Regions from separate parts of the Gossypium hirsutum genome. Here region 1 is linked to region 2. A link is a contact called in public Hi-C data. All regions are on one chromosome and are shown on one strand. Each heading gives the region's core, a stretch centred on a gene start, on an enhancer-like site or on the middle of the called end of the contact. The rest is flanking DNA. Distances are from core to core; before and after follow the strand shown. Region 1 holds the start of LOC107942584 (succinate dehydrogenase [ubiquinone] flavoprotein subunit, mitochondrial). Region 2 holds the start of LOC107945750 (AP-3 complex subunit sigma).

Region 1 (5,110 bases), core at 1,019-3,518, 150 kb after region 2:
ATAGGTAGTTTAGTGCAGCATGGCTCTTCTGCCTTTAGCTTCAGCCAAATTACTTTGGCACAATCAACTAATATCAGTATTTTGAATAGAGTTCAAGGGGGGGGGGGGATCAACAGATGTGGAAACCACTTCAAGAATGCAAGGAAATATAATAAACTACATCAGGCAAGACTGAAGTGTACTTAAGGGGGAACATGTACTTTTCGTAGAAAAGAGAAAGCTGATAAAAAAATAAACTATTCTTAGAGAGCCAAAGATCAAGTAGAAGCATATGCTTAAATGCATTCCATGTACCAACTGAAAACCACAAGAGATACAAATTCAAACAAATCATATACCTAACCAATCACTTCCTTTAACTGTGTCATACATGTGCCATCGCCAGTCATCTTCAGTCATATTTCCCAAAGCAGCATTTATGCCACCCTAAACAGAAAAGTCCAGACAGATAAATGAGTCAATAATCTTTCAATGGAATGGAAAACAAACAGCATCACTAACAAAACCTTTCTACAGACTTTGCTTTAGACATGTAAATAAACAATGGATCTGTTTTATCAGAATGATCCACTTTTAAAATGAAAACAAAATACTTAAAAAAAATTGGAGAAGTGCATTGTATCTTATAAAACACATCAATATAAGAAATTTACATAAACATGTATTGCACTTTAAAATGCAAAAGAAACAAATAGATCATAATACAAAAAGTTTAAGAGTGGCAATTTATAGTATTTGAAGAACTTTAAAAGGAAAATCATGGTTATGGTAATAAAAATGCTTTTGGTATAATTCATGTTTGTTCAGTCTTAGTTGGACAAGAGAAATTTAAATACCCATGTATTACACTTCAAAGTGCAAAAGACACTATATTTAAGAAAAATGCAAAAGAAACAAATGGATCATAATATGGAAAGTGTAAGAGTGGCAATTTATGATATTTGAAGATGTTTTAAAAAATTCATATTTGAGGTAGTAAAAATGATTTTGGTGAACTTCACGTTTGTGCAGTCTCTTTTCTTCTTCTTCTTCTTCTTCTTCTTCTTCTTTTTTCTTTTGAACATGTTTGTTCAGTCTTGATTGGACAAGGAGAACATCAGTTATTGTGCAACACAGACATCTGTGATAAGAAAGGGAACAGTAGCAAAGAGACAAGTACCATGTACAGAAACCACTAAACTGTAGAACCAATATGCCCATAAAATCAAGAATGATGAATCCCATTTATCTAAAGCCACCGTAACACAAGCATGCCCTGAATAATAGCAACAGCATAACTCATAATCATGAACACCATATAGTCTAAAAACCTGAGCCGCAACAGTATGTGAACGAGTTGGGAAAAGCTTAGTTATGCAAGCAGTATTAAATCCATGCTCTGAAAGACCAATGGCTGCTCTCAGCCCCGCACCACCAGCACCAACCACAACTGCATCATACGTATGATCCACTATTGTATAAGGGGGCCCCTGCAATGATCGCAAATGTCCATCACCAAAATACTTCTGGTTCAGTTTTTTTTTCTTTTAATAACTATATAAATTCTATAAAACATTCCCAACCAATCAGAAGAAAAAGATAATACTGAGAAACAAATCGAAAATATATGCATTTTGCATAAAATCAGCTAAAGTAATCAACATGGGCAGAAAACGGAACTTGTCCCATTAGAAAAAGATGTTAACTAAGATCAAGTTCCAGATGGTATTTGTTTCTACTGTATATTAGGGAAGTCAACTGAATGGAGCTAAAATTAAAGATGATTTAAGAAAATAATGCGTAGATTCTATGGATTCTTTTCCTTGGACACCTTTCTCAGCAGCCAAACAGTACAAACACTAAAACGATTCAAATTACATATAGGTTTTAATCAGAATCTACCCGAAAAAAACCAGCAACCGTTGAGAAAACGAGAATATAAAAACAAAGCAGGAATTGATTTTGAAAGCAGAAAAGAAATAGAAATTAAAAGCGGAACAAAAAGCTCAAAAACCCTAGAAAAGAAAGAAGCATACAGCATGAGTGGAGAAGAAACTGGAAATGTTAGATCTAAGAGAGTTAGCGGCAACTGATCTGTTGGAATATGGAGCTCTAAGGCTACGAGAAACGCAGCGCCACATCTCCGCCTACTTTGTTGGATGCTTTTTTTCCTTTTGCGAGTAGCGGGTATTGGAAGGCGTGTGGTTAATTTTGTTTATGTATAAATATATATATATATATTTGCTGGGAATAGTTACTGCCTGGCCGAGGGAAGAGAGCAAAAATGATGGCGGCGTAGTTGGAAAGGGCCTAATTGCTCATTTGACGCAGTATGCTGTTACACTTACCCTTTGTTTTTCAAGATAACTACCGTAATGCCATTTCTTTTGCATTCTATGAATTTTTTTGAGGAATATAATTAGTTTTTAATGTATTTTTATCTTAATCGTTTTTATTTTATTATAATTATATATAAAGTTAAATTTTAATTATTTAATTAAATTATTGAATTTTTTTAGTAATCTTAAATTTTATATTAACGTATAAATATAGTTATACATATGTAATTAAAATATATTTATATAATATATATAATTATTTAAAAACAAAAAAAAACAATATACCTATGAAAAGTAAAAGTATCACGAGATTTAAGCGTCAAACTATGAAACCATTTTTTATTGGGGGGGGGGACATTTTAATTTTTGAAATATGCCAAATTTTATATCAAAATTATATATTTTTATGTCAACAGTTTTTTATTTTAATAACAAAAGCATTATGTTTATAAGTATAATAGTTTGAGTTTAATCTCAAATAACTCTATTTTTTCTCACTAATTATAGAAAAAAAACTATGTGTTCTTATAATTAAATTTAAATAAATTTTATACTATAACAGGTTAAAAAAAATAGTCATGCTCACATTAACATTTTTTTTTGACACATAATATTCTCTATTTAAAGCACTTATTTATAATTTGAGTAAATTACTCTTTTACTTCTTTGGCCTTCTAATTTTTTTTAAGTTATTTTATGCCTTTTGTTTAAATTTTTTTTATAATTTTATATATGTTAAATATAAAGTTGATTTTAAATAAAGTATCTCCTTATTTTAAGATTTTACTTGATTGAATTACACTTTAATGTTATAATATTAAAATTAATGAATATTAAAATGTTAAGTTCAGAATATAGTTAAAAAAAGTCACATATTAATAATATTTATCAGATTAAATTTATATTCCTTTTTATAATATAATAAGATTTAATTACATTCCTTGATTAAATAGAGCAAAGAGAAATATAAAATTAAAATAAATGACAATTTTAACATTAAAACAAATTAGTTTAACAATATATATAATGAATAACCTATAAGAAATTATTAATAATATTATTTAAATTTTAATGTATTAATATTAATATTCAAATTATGATAAATTTTTGTATTATTTTTAAAATTGAATATTTTGTAATTATATTACATTTTTAATTTATTAATATTTTTTGAAAAAATCGATTAAAAATTAAACAAAAATTAATATTATAAAATTATAAATTTAATATATACAAGCTATGAGATGAAATAATATTCGCACCCTAATTTTATGATGTTAAACCATACACGATGAAACATTTTATGTTGATAAATTATTCCTTTTTTGCAAGTCGGTATCAATTACAGGTCCTCTTCATGGACTGCAAAAACTTTAATTTAAGAATGTTATTAGAAATCATTTCTCAAATTAAAATTTTGCAGATGCTTTAGGATTAATGTTAAAAAAATATATGATTTTTAAAAATGTGAATCTAAACACTTAATTTAGCATAATTGTTGCTGTTAGAAAATTAAAAGTGGGTTTTCAAACAAAATCAAATGTCTACACTAAAATGAATATTATTAGATCTTTTGAAATGATAATTAAGTAAATTAGTTTTATTTTGAAAATATATAAATATGTCATGAGAGTTCATTTTGAAACTTTTAAATAAATTTAAAAATAAAAATTTTCCTTCTAACAATTATTTTATTTTAATAATATTAGAATTTATTATAAATAGATTATAAGTGAATAATGGTTTACATTTAAAAAAATTTCTAAAACATAAATGTATACCTATTATATAAACATGTAAAAATGAAATTATTTAAATGAATATAAAAGATGACATTAAATGTGTGAATAAAGTAATTTCGTTTTTGAGAAAAAATAAAAGAAAACACTTCATTTTCTTATGAATTATTTGATTTATCAAAGATTATTAGGAATAAGTTGAATAGTATTTAGAACCGAAAGCCGAGGCTGTTTTTTGTTGTTTGACTAATAAGGCAAAAGGTCAAGGGTGGAAAGCTGATGTTTTGCAGGTTTAGCGTCGGTCCATTATTCTTTTTTGCATGCATAAGTTAACTTTCATCATTAGATATTAATTGATGAAAAAAGAAAGTTTAAACCAAGTTGCGTGGGGGATAAGCATTGATCCATGATCCAAATGGTTCCACGTAGGAGAAACAAAGAAAGATAGGCGCTGGTGCATTTCCCAGCCATGACGGACCTTTTGGGTGGAGACAGCAGCCACGTAGCCTCCACATTCACCATTCACAACAAACAATTCATTGCTTCTTCTATCGGGCTTTGCGTGTATGGTTTTATCAAGAGAAAAATGGAAAGTACTGACCAAATATAAATTTCCCTACTTAGAGTTCCAGAAATGGCTTCACATTGACAAAGGTAATAGAAATTTCCTCTCCCTTTTCTTCACCAGTTTCTGTCGACAACTTCTCAAACGTATGGGAAGCAAAATACCAAGCCATATAGCCATAATGGATAGCCAGTAGTGCCTAAAATAAAGGGATAAATACGATAATAACATTAGCATAATAAATGCAATGGCCCAAAAAGTAGCCACACCTACATCAGTCCTGCATCAAGCCAACGGATTCTCATCAACAACATAGAAAACCAATGTAAGACATGATATGTCCGAAAAAGAAAATTGTACTCAGTAGGAATTATAATCTCTGACTGGCACTATACTTATTATAAGTGTAGTATTATATGATATAACTCCAGTTTTAGTAGTAATAGTCAAAGATCACCAAAAAGCTTCAATCAAATTTTAATTAAAAG
Region 2 (5,824 bases), core at 1,284-3,783:
GTATGCTTTGAGTGTTTTGAATGTGTTTTGAGGGCTAGTATGCATGTACTTTTGGTGTGTTTGGTTACCTAAGCATTTGGGAGTAGAAATGACAAGTTTTGGACCAAATTTGGATGCACACGACCTATCATACGACTGTGTGTCACACACGGCCGTGTGCCTTATTTGTTTTCAGTGAGGTTGGCCCATACGGGCACAGTGAGTTACATGGACTGGCAACATGATCGTGTGACCTAAGTTACATGGGCACAGTGAGTTACATGGACTGACGACACGATCTGTGACCCTAAGTTACACGGTCACAGTGAGTTACATGGTCTGGCCATACGACTGTTTAACCTATTATTACACGAGCTAGTTAGTTACATGGCCAGTGTACAAGGGCGAGTGAAGTAGTCACATGGTCATGTCTTGAGCTACATGGTCTGGGCTCTGTCACACAACCTAGACACATGGCCGTGTGACCCTTATTTTAAAAATTTTCATATTTTCCCTAAATCTTCTGATTTGTTTCTAATTGGTCTCCGATTGTTTCTAAACTATTTTTAAGCCTCATAAACCCGATTTTAGGCCCATGAGTATATATTTCACTTTAAATTACATGATAATATAAATGTTGATAATTAATTAGAAAACTTGATGCTCTTTCATACTAAATGTTTTGATCTGTATTGTAATACTCCGTAATCATACTCCAGCGACGGAGACGGGCTAGAGGTGTTACACCACTAAAAAATTATAAAGAAAATAATATAATATAAAGATAGTCTAGTGTCTGAAGAGACATCCGCATGTCAGGTCCAATCCTAGTCTCGAGCAGCTCGTACTCGCTAATTGCAGACTTCTGTCGACCTCCAACACTCCCTAATATACAATGTCAGTTTAGACACGATGTCAGTTTAGACAAGATGACTTTGTAGTACACCGACACATTCATGCTATATCGCTTAATGACAAATACGCAATCTTCATTGATTTCTAATTTTTGGCCTACTAACAACTCCTCATGTTCAGAATTTCTAACCAACTGTTGAGTAGGTAGTATATCAGGATACTTCGGGAACTCGGCTACATGCGCCGCATCGGGGTTTATTAGTGACATGTGTGCCCCAAGATCCTTGAGTATCACAATGCATCGAATCGGGTTCCCGACTGAAGACGCGTTAACATTTCCATCATCATTCGCGTCTTCATCGTCAATATCATCCGAGACCTTGTCCATATTGGGATCACTATCACAATCGACCTCGTGATCAGAAGGATCACTACTATCATATCCATCATCAACATTCGGATCAGTCTCAGGTGTAGTATTAAGATCGATGCCGAACCCGTGTACAGTTGATTGACTATCAACGTATGATATCGGAACCACCATACACGGATCTTGAACTCCATGTTCATCATGTAATGGAGTGAGATATTCAACTGGCTCCACATAAACCAACTCAAAAAATAACTGAATCGGTGCATTTTGGTAGCTTTGATTCCCACAAAAAAGAGTGACCATTGTCTCCATGTCTTCATCGTCTACAAGTTCCATCTCGGTGAATTTGATAAAATCTGTCGAAACTGGAAACTTGTAGAAAAGTTTCGAGATCCTTCTCCCACAATGTCTAATAATTTTTGCACTAATCATTTCCTTCATATCATCAACTGAGACATTTCTATTAAATCTCATTGCTATTTGTTGGCGACATTCAAATATACATTCAACTGTTGTTGTCAAATTACTCCAACGAAATAAACACATACGAAAAATTGATTATCTATATTCAATATTAGATCTGTTAAAAAAGAAATAAAAATTCTCAATACAATTTCAAGCAAAATAATTACTGTAATGTAAAAAATGAATTTCATATCTACTAACATTGTGAATTCTTCTTTGTCTGTTTACTCTTTTTCTATTGAGTTTTTTTTGCTGTATTTGACTTCTCAAAATTTTTCCCAAACACTGCTTAAATAATGGCTGGGAACTAATGCCGCCTACAAGATTGGCACCACTGGTGCTGCCTACAAGATTGGTACCATTGGTGCCGCCTATAACATTAGCACCAGTTTTGGTGCACCCTTTCCCATGGGCACCACCATCCAAACCCGTATTTAACCCGTGTATTGGAACTATATGGGAAAAATACTTTGGTGTTGCCTATCAACAAGGCTGCACTATTAAAAAATTATTATTATTAGTTGAAAGTGACGTGCGTTAGAAAATAGGAGTGGTGCCGCCTATGTAACACCCTCCACCACCATTGGTAAATAACTAAGTTGGTATACCATTTTTAAAATTTTAAAAATTTTTAAATAAAAAAGTCCAATTAAAAATTTAAATTATTTTTCAAAAACTCAAATCTTAAAAACAAATTATATTTTGAATCCTTTTCATTTTCATTTTCTTATAGTGGAAAACAATTTTCCTTAATTTTTTGAAAATATAAAATTTAGGGACTAAAATATCATCATATTAATTAAAATGGGGGAAAATAATTTCAAAAATGTCAGTCACCAAGTTATAATTATTTTTTAATTAAATAATCAAAACTAAAATCTACCCATAATTGAGTGACTACCTTTTCCCTTCCGTTTACATTATATACTCAGATGCGAACATATTTAACGAATCCAGATTACTGTTTGGTTAGAGTGAGCGAAAGGAGCGAAGATGATAAAAGCTGTGATGGTGATGAACACTCAAGGCAAGTCACGACTGGCAAAATTTTATGAGTATCTGGTAAGTTTCTCTCCCCTTTTCATTTTAGAAGTCCGCAATCTTGCTTACCGATTCAAATTCCCTCTCAATAATCGACGTGGCCCCGGATTTGGTTGAAATCAGTCAGTTGAGAAGCAGCAGGAGCTTATTCGCGGCGTTTTTTCAGGTTCCTTTCTCTCGATTTGTTCTTAGTTTAGCTTGCGGTTTGAATTGCCCTCTCTGGATCGCTTGAACGTCGTTTCATTTTTTTGTGATCTCGTTTGGTATTCCATCTAATCGATCATGCTTGAATTCCTACTTATAGATATCTTTTTTTATGTCGTTTTCTTTTGTTTTCCCTTCAGTTTTGATTTTGATTTTTTTAACAGTCTTATGCAGTAGAGCTGAGAACGTAAGCAATTTCATAGATGCGGAATCAATTTTTGGTCTGGTAATTTCTTTTATTTTCCTAACTTTCTCTCGTTTTTGTAAGAGTTGTTCCAATTGATTTTCACTTATGTTCTCGTGATTTGAACCTTGTTAATAACTTCCAGAGCTTTATTACGACTCTGCTTTAGAACTCTATTAATTGTTACATAATTCTCACTTGCAGGATAGTCGTCTTGTATACAAGCATTTTGCTACACTTTACTTTGTCTTTGTATTTGATAGTTCTGAAAACGAGCTAGCCGTGCTTGACTTGATACAAGGTATCTTTCCATTTTTTTTCTTTTAGGGCTAACCTTTCAAAACCAGGATTTCTATTTACTCAATATTTGGAGATTTCTGAATACTTAAATCTTGTATTATAGATAAGAAAACCTTTTCTGCAAAGCTGACTAGATCCGCTTTTATGGTCTTTGTGATTATTTATGGTTGAGTTCATTTCAGATACACCTTTTTTGAAATAGATTTTACTTTTTGAGCATTTAGCGAAAACCGGAGAATAAAATTGATTTTCAGGTGTGCTGGAATCAGTGATCACTGTTGTTTTGCCTCCCAACTTAGGGTGGGTTTGGATGGGCGATTGGGTACGGTGCGGTGCGTTTAGTTTACTTTTTGTCTCACGCTACAGTATCTAATCTCACCGCCACCGCTGTTTTTACACTAACCGCAGGTAAACTCACCGTCCATCCAAACCCACCCTTAGTTAAGTTTTCTTTTAAGTGTAAAGCTCGATAGCATCAGTATGCTTTCTAGATGCTACCTGTATATGATCATCTTTTTTGCATGAATGATGTTTGTGATTATTGTTATTAAGCTACAAGATTTAATGGATGCTTAGCCCTAGAATTGCATGTTCTCTGATGACAATAATTTATCAGGTTTGTCTTGCTTTCCCTTTAAAAACTAGACAGCTGGATATTACTATAATTGCTGATTTTTCTTTCAAATATTGGATCATTTTACTTACTTTAGATGTGCTGCCTTCAGTTTTTGTGGAAACGTTGGACAAATGCTTCCAGAATGTTTGCGAGCTTGACATCGTGTTCAATTACAGCAAGGTTGTCTCATCACTAATATCTGCATCTATTTAGTTTTCTTCTTTCAAGTGCTAGAGGATGGAATGGGTAATCTTATAGAAAATGGTGTTCTCAGAAAACATTTTTGGGGTATGGTTCAGGTTCGAAATATTAGTTTATGATAGGTAAATCCTTTTTTTTTTGGGGGGGGGGCAGGGTTATTTGACATTGATTTTTGCAACTTTAGAAGTTAACTTCGCCTGAGTTCTGTAGTATTAACTTGATAGCCCATATGGACAATGTTTTAGAATAAGCTCAATAATCACTTCATATGACCAAATTTTAATATTTTACCCGTTCGCTGAAAAATGATTTAAAGTCGCTAGAATGCCGTCTTACAACAATATTCTGTTTTAAATCTATCTTGCTTTTGCCGGTCATTTTTTGTTCCTCACCAAGATTGACTTGGTTATCTTCATTTTATTCAAATCTTGAATAACACTTTGCAGATACACACTATCCTCGATGAGATGGTTTTTGGAGGTCAAGTGGTGGAAACAAGTTCATCAGAAATTATGAAGGCAGTTGAAGAGATATCTAAGTGCTTTCTCTCTCCTTTCCTCCTCTCTTGTGTGAAAATGCATGTAGATGATGTGAGGTTTTCCACTTTTGCATTGTTTTTAATTCGAATTAACAGATGAACCATAACCGTGGTGTAGGTTAGAAGCTGCCTCGAATGCCATCTCACTCATCCCGAAATCTGCTTCTGGTTGGCGAAGTAGGTAGTTATTACATTCAAATGCTGGTAAAATTGGTCATTGAATTGTTTACTGTCTTTGTTAATGCTTGAGTGAAGAGTTACATTTCCATATTGACCCAAATAATCAGAAGTTTAGAGGTGTTGTATTTGAATATTTAGTTTTCTGTGCAGCATAAATAGGAAATAGTTAAATGTAACAAGGTGTTTTACTAGAAGTACACGCTTACAGCTTTGAGTACTGATTATTTTTGCAATTTTTATACGCTTTTCTCAGATACTTCAGGTTAGTAATGTTGTAATTGTTAGAGCTGTGATTTCTCTGCTGTTATTTTCTCTACACCTTTTGTTAAGTTTTTCTATTTTAAACTCAAATATCTATCAACAGCAGATGTACATGGCTTGAATAATTAAAAAGAAAAAGAAAAAGACTTGCTTAGTTAAAGTTTGTTTGTAATATTTAAAATGTTAAAAAATATTTTTACAATTAAATTTAAATAATAATTTTGGTCACATTTAGTCTAAATTGTAAAATTATTTCAAATTCAGTCGAATTCAGGTTGACCGAGAAACCCGTACAGAGTACAAAAAAGCGTTTACACTGTTATCTGCCATTCAGTTTTCTTGTTTATTGTATATTAATTTTTTTTTTAAAAATCAGAACTATTCAGTTGATTTCTGTTTGGCAACGGGAACTCTGAGTTCATTGAAGAGTACAAGGTCCACAAAAGTACATCCAAAAAAAAAATAAAAATAAAAAGAAGAAAAGAAAAAACTATCTAAAATCATCAAAAGAAACCATAAGAAGATAAAAGAAATAAAACAACACGAAACATGTATGAGCACTGTCGAGGCCACCTTTTTTGAAAAACAAAAAAAGTGTGAAAATTTTAGTCGACTTAAAAATGGAAC

What was found. Hi-C and Micro-C count contacts between places; a contact is called where the count stands out from the background.
Region 1: a Hi-C map of hypocotyl shows a contact between it and region 2, with 5 times the contacts expected there. The contact joins the promoter of LOC107942584 here to the promoter of LOC107945750 in region 2. A contact is called at or near these places in 8 of 34 Hi-C or Micro-C datasets (anther, hypocotyl, leaf and 1 more).

The regions. Positions count from the first base shown.
Region 1 is chrD12:11,937,008-11,942,117 of Gossypium_hirsutum_v2.1, forward strand. LOC107942584 (succinate dehydrogenase [ubiquinone] flavoprotein subunit, mitochondrial) reads right to left here and starts at 2,269. Exons shown (of 16, transcript XM_041108474.1): 1 at 2,016-2,269; 2 at 1,311-1,469; 3 at 339-426. The coding sequence starts at 2,120.
Region 2 is chrD12:11,790,139-11,795,962 of Gossypium_hirsutum_v2.1, forward strand. LOC107945750 (AP-3 complex subunit sigma) reads left to right here and starts at 2,534. Exons shown (of 7, transcript XM_016879861.2): 1 at 2,534-2,734; 2 at 2,837-2,879; 3 at 3,082-3,143; 4 at 3,306-3,402; 5 at 4,112-4,197; 6 at 4,665-4,756; 7 at 4,875-5,175. The coding sequence starts at 2,666. The coding sequence ends at 4,941.